Regions from separate parts of the Mus musculus genome. Here region 1 is linked to region 2. A link is a contact called in public promoter capture Hi-C data. All regions are on one chromosome and are shown on one strand. Each heading gives the region's core, a stretch centred on a gene start, on an enhancer-like site or on the middle of the called end of the contact. The rest is flanking DNA. Distances are from core to core; before and after follow the strand shown. Region 1 overlaps Cobl (cordon-bleu WH2 repeat). Region 2 holds the start of Fignl1 (fidgetin-like 1).

Region 1 (3,467 bases), core at 650-3,149, 570 kb before region 2:
AGTAATTTGTTACCTGTGAATCTTTTGTTTTCAGTGATTAGTAACATTGGTTTCTTTTCATCCTAAGTTTGTAGGAGAATCTCACTAGCACTTCAAACATACGCAGTGTTTCATGGAGAAGGGACATCCTTCACACCCCGTGGCATCTTTTAACTGCTTTGGCTCCAGGGACATAGTTCCTCTTGCAGAATCCCAGGCTGGAGCAGAGCCCTATATTCCTCCTAAATTCCAGCTCATTAAGTCCACTAAGCCTGCTATTCAGAGTCCAAGGGGACCATGGCATTCATCTGTCACTCTCCTCACATGCTACCTTGATCTTTGCGAGGGCTTTGTACCCTGTGGAGAATAGTGAGGGTGAATTGGAGTAGTCTGCATGAAGCTTTGACTCCTACAATGTTTTGATGGGCCACTTAGACTCACTATAGGTACTTATAATCAGCAAATTTAGAGAAATTGTTTTTCTTTCTGATTATTATGTCTGGTATTTGAGAAAAATTAAATGCATTTCTGGCTTAGTATAAAAAATGTATAGTGCATTTGTACGCATATATTTGTATTCACACATATGTCTGTGTATATATGTTATATGTACTTATAAAGTCTTTATAAACATATATTCATATATACACCCATATATTCATGTAATGTTTTGACTTCTTAAGCAAGCAGTTTTGTTTTACAAGATTTATTCTTAAAACTATTTCTATCATTTACAAACATCTTTCCTTTAGGAAAAAAATACAAATGATTTGTACCCAAGTTTAGGCAGACTCTGTGCAAGGCTGAACATTTAGACAGAATTTAAACTAAGATACCTCAACCATGCCAGTTTTTCCCTGTTGTTTAGCAGTTGCCAATTAACATGAGAGAGTCTAGCAAACATCTCATATTCTGTTCAGTTATTTTCCAGTATTCATTATGCTCTTTTTATTTTCCCCTGGACCCACCAACTTTGTGGAAGAAAGATCAGGGGCTGGAAGTATCCTGCCATACCCAATCCTAGAATTGAAACAGAAATTAAAACAATTGCAGGAAGATGCACTCATAGAATTCATATGTCTGGTGTGTTCTTGCAGAAATCTGTACGACTGGTAGTGAACTACCTGAGAACGCAGAAGGCTGTCGTGCGGGTGAGCCCTGAGGTGCCACTACAGAATATTCTGCCAGTCATCTGTGCGAAGTGTGAGGTCAACCCAGAACACGTGATTCTGCTCAGAGACAATGTTGCCGGGGAGGAGCTGGAGCTGTCCAAGTCCCTGAATGAACTAGGGATCAAGGAGCTGTATGCGTGGGACAACAGAAGAGGTGAGACTTGCTACATCCTATATATACCCTGAAGAGCCACATGGTACGTGCCCTGATATGTATGTAGTACCTGGACATAAGATATGCACATAAAACCTGTATTCTGCCCCTGCAGCTGTCAGGAACACTATCTAGAGGTGGGCATGGGAAGCTTCAGGCACCTGGAGTTTTCTGCAGTGGTAAAGTAGGCAGAAGAGTCTAGGTTGTTGTCTTATCCTACAATGCTAAGTATGTCTCTTTCCTCCCATGTCTGCAATGCCTTTTACCTTCTGTCTTCCTCTGAGCTCTAAGAAGTAACAGCTAAGAAAAGAAATGGTAAGGAGAGAGAGTGCACCTTTTGCTGTTACTACTCAAAGACTACTTAGAACATTGTGTGAGCTTTGTTTCAGTTGTCCTTGCTCCCAGGGTTTAGCCACTGCGTGAATCTAGGATCACTTGCCAGAAGCACATTGACCGCCCTCTGAAAGCTCCCAATTCTGGAGATGAGTCCTGCAGACAAATTCTACACTAGTTTCCTGCTAGTGCTGTAGCTATGGTGTGTGTGCCTGTGGGGCTTTCCTGGACAATCATTAGTAGCACCCTTGAGTGGTGGCCCCTGAGAAATGGTGCTTCCTGCTAGTGCTGTACCTATGGTGTGTGTGCCTGTGGGGCTTTCCTGGACAGTCATTAGTAGCACCTTGAGTGGTGGCCCCTGAGAAATGGTGCTTCCTGCTAGTGCTGTACCTATGGTGTGTGTGCCTGTGGGGCTTTCCTGGACAGTCATTAGTAGCACCTTGAGTGGTGGCCCCTGAGAAATGGTGCTACAGGGCAGTGTATTTTTTATTTAGATTTTTCTGATTGGCATAGTGGTTTCAATTTTTAGTTAATAATCAGACAAAAACATAATTTATAGTCCTCGATTTTGTAGTTTTAAGATGGACTTTCAGATGTGCTGTGGAACTCTGCCCTTGTGACATAGCTGTGCTATCATGAACTTAGAGCAGCCATGCAGGGACCCTTCCAAGATCGGGCAGACTAACATGACTGCTATGTCATTTGTTATTACTCTCCAGATCAGCTGACTTTAAAAAATATCCAGTCGGTCTTTTATATGTTCTTTTATAGCCTTTAAGATACAGGTTTTTAGATAATTTCTTCTAAAAATGTGTTTTTCCTTCTTAACAAATATATTGTGAGAACAGTGGTCACGGCGTCTCTTATAGTCCAGTCCACACTTTACCTTTCTCAGCCCACGTCTTCCCTGGGGAATCTGTATTCACCCTCTCACCTGACATGGAAGAAAGGAAGTGTAAGGTAGATGGAAGAGCCTCCTTAAAAGAGGATCTGAGAGAATATTGCATCAAGTTCATTGCTGCCGATGCTGTGGTACTTGAGATTGAGTTCAGAGCCTCATGCTTGATCTCCCAACCAGTAGCTCTTAAAAACACCGACAGTGCTCTCAGCATCAGTGGCACAGGCCCAGCGGCTCCGAGTGTGTTTGGTTATGTTTAAATTTGGATTACAGAATATTTTAGAGAAAAAGAAACAAAAACTGTCCCACGTTAAGGAATCTGAGTGAAAGGCTTGCACACTGAGGCCTCTGTTACATACCACGCTTGGACAACAGAAGAACAGAAGTCCAAATGCATCCTGGAGAAGCCATACAAGCTGACCCTCTGTTAAGGAGAAGCCCCACTGCTCCCAGTTATCAGAGACATGGAAGCTGAAGCCTTCAGCAGGGCTACGACTCAGCATAGCTCTTACAATCTACTGGCACAAAGTGAGGCCAATTAGCATTTCAGCTCTTTACGTGAACTAGCTACTCCAAAGACCCTGAGTATACTACTCACTGCCATGACAGCCTATTTCCCTGCCCTGTGGTCGGCAGGCCCCAAGGCCAACTGTATGCCTTTTACCTGTAACATGCCTCTTTTGGTGACCTTGGTTACCAACCATCCTGCTCCATGTCTGTACTTATCCTGCTGACTACCAAATATCTAAGAGAGGAGAATCTTCCAGAGGGTGTCCTTGGGAACCCTTTTCTCTTCTGAAGATGATCAGCAGAACTGCTAGGGTGCGTGTGGGGTGCCCTTGAAAGAGGCTAGGGGGCAGGACTTAGCCTTTTCCTCATCTCTGCAGTTGATGGAGAAAGGGGAGATGGCAGCTAGAGGTTACTGTGCTGT
Region 2 (3,457 bases), core at 95-2,594:
TTACTACTTGCATAGCTTAAGCCTTAAACTCTTCCACAGTAGACACTGGGTTGTGAGCCTAACAAAGCCAATTTAAAAAAGACGGACGCCAGAGAATAATGTTGCTTTTTGCAGGATTCCTGGTCTTATAAAAAAATAATTAAAACAAAACAAAACCCAGACTCAGTAGGAAACCGAAAGGCAATTTTGAATTTAGGGGAAAAATAAGACAAGCTAGACATGTTGGCAGCCTCTGGAGGAGGCAGACGGATAAGGGGAAAAGAGACCATGCTTTTGGAGTTAAAGGTCAGAAAGGCAGGCAGGCTCAACAATGCAGGCCTGGGAATGGCTGCATGGGTAAGGAAGGTCTTCAGCCTGATTAAAAATGCCCAGAGCCGTAGAGCAAGCAGGGTTAGGAGTGTTGGTCAGTATTTGAAGGAGATAGGATGAATAAAAGAAAAGTACAGTTTTCCCAGTGAAAACAGGCAGGCTTAGCGATGAGGGTTGTAGACAAAGAAACCAAAAAAAAAAAAAAAAAAACCACCCAACAACCCAGCACAGCCCCCCTCCTCTCCCCTCTCTGACAATCAGCTCCCGACTGCTTGGAGCCTGACCCAATGGCTTGTTATGCCTATACAAACAATTAAGAACCTAACCCTTGGTGACCTCTCCCCAAATTGCAAGCCGTCTTGGTTGGTAATAGAGAGGTGGGGGTGGGGTGAGGTGGGGCCCAAAGCTATGAGGGGAAAGTTCCCTCGGTGACTCCAGGACTGTCCATGTTTTAGCTACCTACGATTAGTTTTTTTAAAAAAAAAAAAAAAAAAAAGCTCTTCAGTTCTTACTGGACCCCTGCCAGCTACTACTTCGGTAATCTCGGTATTCCGTCTAATGCTGGCTGTAGCCTTTGCTAAACCTTCCTGTATTCGAGTCTCACTATTTGATAGCTGCTGCTGAACTGGTTAAGGCCGGAGGGCGCCGGGGCGGGCAGGCTCTGGAGTGGCGGCCCGGAGGCTACACCTCCCCTTCCCCCTCCCGGGCCGCTTTCGCCCTCCCAGGGGACTCGTGCTCTCTACACTCCTGAGCTTTCTTTCCTCTCTCACTGCCTCTGCCTAGGTGCCTTTGCAGCACCTAGCTCGGCAAAAAGAACATATTAAGGCTGCAGTGAACGGGAAGCCAAGGGTTTGCTTAGATTTATCGCCACCGCGCGGGCTAAATCTCCCTCATAGAGCGCGGGCCGGAAACCCAAATTCCCGCGTTAAGGCCTGGGCGGTGACCTCAGGCCTTCCGAGACTCCGCCCTCACGCTGCGTGCAGCGCGCGCTCAGCCGCCCTTACTCTACACGCATGCGCAACGCGGGCCGAGCCGTCACTTCGCGCAGGCGCACTTCGAAAGGCGCGCTTTTCGGTGGCTGCGGTCCCGGCAGGGAGCACAGGTGGGCCCCGGTAGGCTGCTGTTCGCCGCTAAGCCGGCGGGCGGAGGCTGTGGTTGCCATGCCGGGTGTACTTTGGTTTTGTTTTCTTCTGTCCGTTCTTGGCCTCGGGTTGTCGGAGAGGGTGGCCTTGGGAAGCCCGCGGCCAGACGGCGGCTGGGGCTGAGGGACGCCGTTGGGCGTGACGGTTTGGGGTCAGTCAGCCACAGCTACCCCCCGCTAGGACTGCTGGGAATGCTGTAGCTGGTTTGCCACCTAAATGTACTCATTTTGAGTTTCGTGCTTTCGGCAATACTAACACAGGTGAATTTTCTCCGAAAATCAGAAATGCTCCAGCATCTGAACTTGACGCCTAAAATAACATCCTCATCATGAAACTTTTTTTTTTTTTTTAAATTCATTCCTGCTCAGAAAATAGTATCTACAGTTAACCGTCTGGTTATGTAGCTAATGTATATTTTAAGTATACGTGAGTTGTATTTAGAATGGAGTCCCCTACCTGATGTATGTGTCAATACCTAGAAATCAGACACACTCCTGACCCCGAGCAGTTGGACTAAAGATACTTTTCAGTTGTGATAACTGGTTCCAGGCCATACGCAGTCGCTACGGCCTGAGGGGGGAACCTTCCAAAGGGAAGAAATAATAATTCATAATCTATCATATTTCTAAGTTCTGGGGACCCTATAATGCAACAACCTGTCAGCTAAATAATGGTGCACGCTGTTTCTCCCCAGGTGACGACATAGCTTAAGAGATATTCTCAGAGTCACTGCTGAAAGAACAGATTATGTATTCAGAATTCAGGGCCTGGGAAATGGCTTAGTGGGTCAAAGCTGCCGAACCTGAGGACCTGAATCCCTAAGAACTGTCCTGGTAAAAAGAGAAAATTCAGTTCCTGCAAGTTGCTCTCAGACTTCCCCAATTTATTACAATTAATTAAAACTTTTATGTCCAGTGTCTAAAGCTAGGTCTTACAGCTTCAGATCCTGTGTTCTAAATTCCTATGCTACTTTGCCACTAGTAAACTAGAGTTCTGTAAAGTTCAAAAATGATGTCTGGAATATAGTAGGCCCTCCAGTTTTTAATCATTTTAGTGGATACCATGAACTACGTACTAAAGAAAATCTAAATACAATGAGAAGTAGTTCTTGTTTGCAGAAGCTTCCTGTCTAGTTTGAATGACCAAAACATTCTTAATCAGAAAATTAACAAAGTAAAGAAAATTGAAATGTAACTCGGTTGCCCATACTTTATAGATTTCTATCAAGCACAAAGGTTAAAATGACTTAGAAGTGTTAGATAATACGGTCAGTACTTGTGTCATTGAGCAACAGACTGTTTTGGGTTGTATGTAGTTGTGGGATATGACTGACTGGAAAGGAAGGAAAACTTGGTCGATAACTTCTAAATACAAAGATGGTGGTGGAAGAGGACAGTTTTTGGAGAATGACTAGAATAGGTGATTTTAGGTGATAGACTGAAATGAAGCTATAAAGATAATTATAATCATTGCGAACCTTTGTGGAGGATATTTTCCAAGTTACTTCTCCTTCAGGTTCTTTTTTTTTTTGAGACAGGGTTTCTCTGTGTAACCCTGGCTGTCCTGGAACTCACTCTGTAGACCAGGCTGGCCTCGAACTCAGAAATCCACCTGCCTCTGCCTCTGCCTCCCGAGTGCTGGGATTCAAGGCGTGCGCCACCATGCCTGGCTTCCTTCAGGTTCTTATTTCTGGTGTTGTATAATGGAGAGTAAAATAAGGTTAAAGCAGATGAAAGCAGGGCTACTTACTTGCCTCAGAACTGTTGATCCAGTTTCAATTTAAGTAACAGTTTGACTAGATGTTAAGTTTCCCATTATTATAAGCAGAGATGTATGCTTACCTACTTATAATGTGGTAAATTTTTTCCACAGCATTGTCAGAGATAATAGCTATATTAACCAGGAGTGGTTACCCTTTTACTCCCGGTGCTTCAGAGGCAGAAACAGGTGAATCTCAGAAACAGGTGAGGTTGAGGCCAGCCTGGTCTACAGAGTGAGTTCCAGGG

Evidence for each region. Promoter capture Hi-C pulls out the DNA fragments that hold promoters and counts their contacts.
Region 1: a promoter capture Hi-C map of hippocampal neurons shows a contact between it and region 2, with 5 times the contacts expected there. The contact joins the enhancer-like site here to the promoter of Fignl1 in region 2. A contact is called at or near these places in 14 of 39 promoter capture datasets (the 3T3-L1 cell line, 3T3-L1-derived adipocytes, the SN4741 cell line and 8 more), 1 of 15 datasets of contacts at CTCF or cohesin (the NIH/3T3 cell line), 35 of 484 Hi-C or Micro-C datasets (the AML12 cell line, the C3H10T1/2 cell line, MC3T3-E1-derived osteoblasts and 26 more), 4 of 115 datasets of contacts at active chromatin or transcription factors (embryonic basal ganglia, embryonic forebrain and embryonic stem cells) and 2 of 9 other capture datasets (adipose tissue and liver).

The regions. Positions count from the first base shown.
Region 1 is chr11:12,373,648-12,377,114 of GRCm38.p6, reverse strand. Cobl (cordon-bleu WH2 repeat) reads left to right here. Exons shown (of 15, transcript NM_172496.3): 4 at 1,077-1,305. Among named protein-coding and RNA genes, the nearest start is that of Gm30596, 9.2 kb to the left of the region's middle. Within about 2 kb of position 1,899, at least 20 of the 459 cell types and tissues checked have an H3K27ac peak or open chromatin away from gene starts, as enhancers often do. A contact at or near this core is called in the AML12 cell line and beige adipocytes, where this site is marked.
Region 2 is chr11:11,806,849-11,810,305 of GRCm38.p6, reverse strand. Fignl1 (fidgetin-like 1) reads left to right here and starts at 1,344. Exons shown (of 3, transcript NM_021891.3): 1 at 1,344-1,411.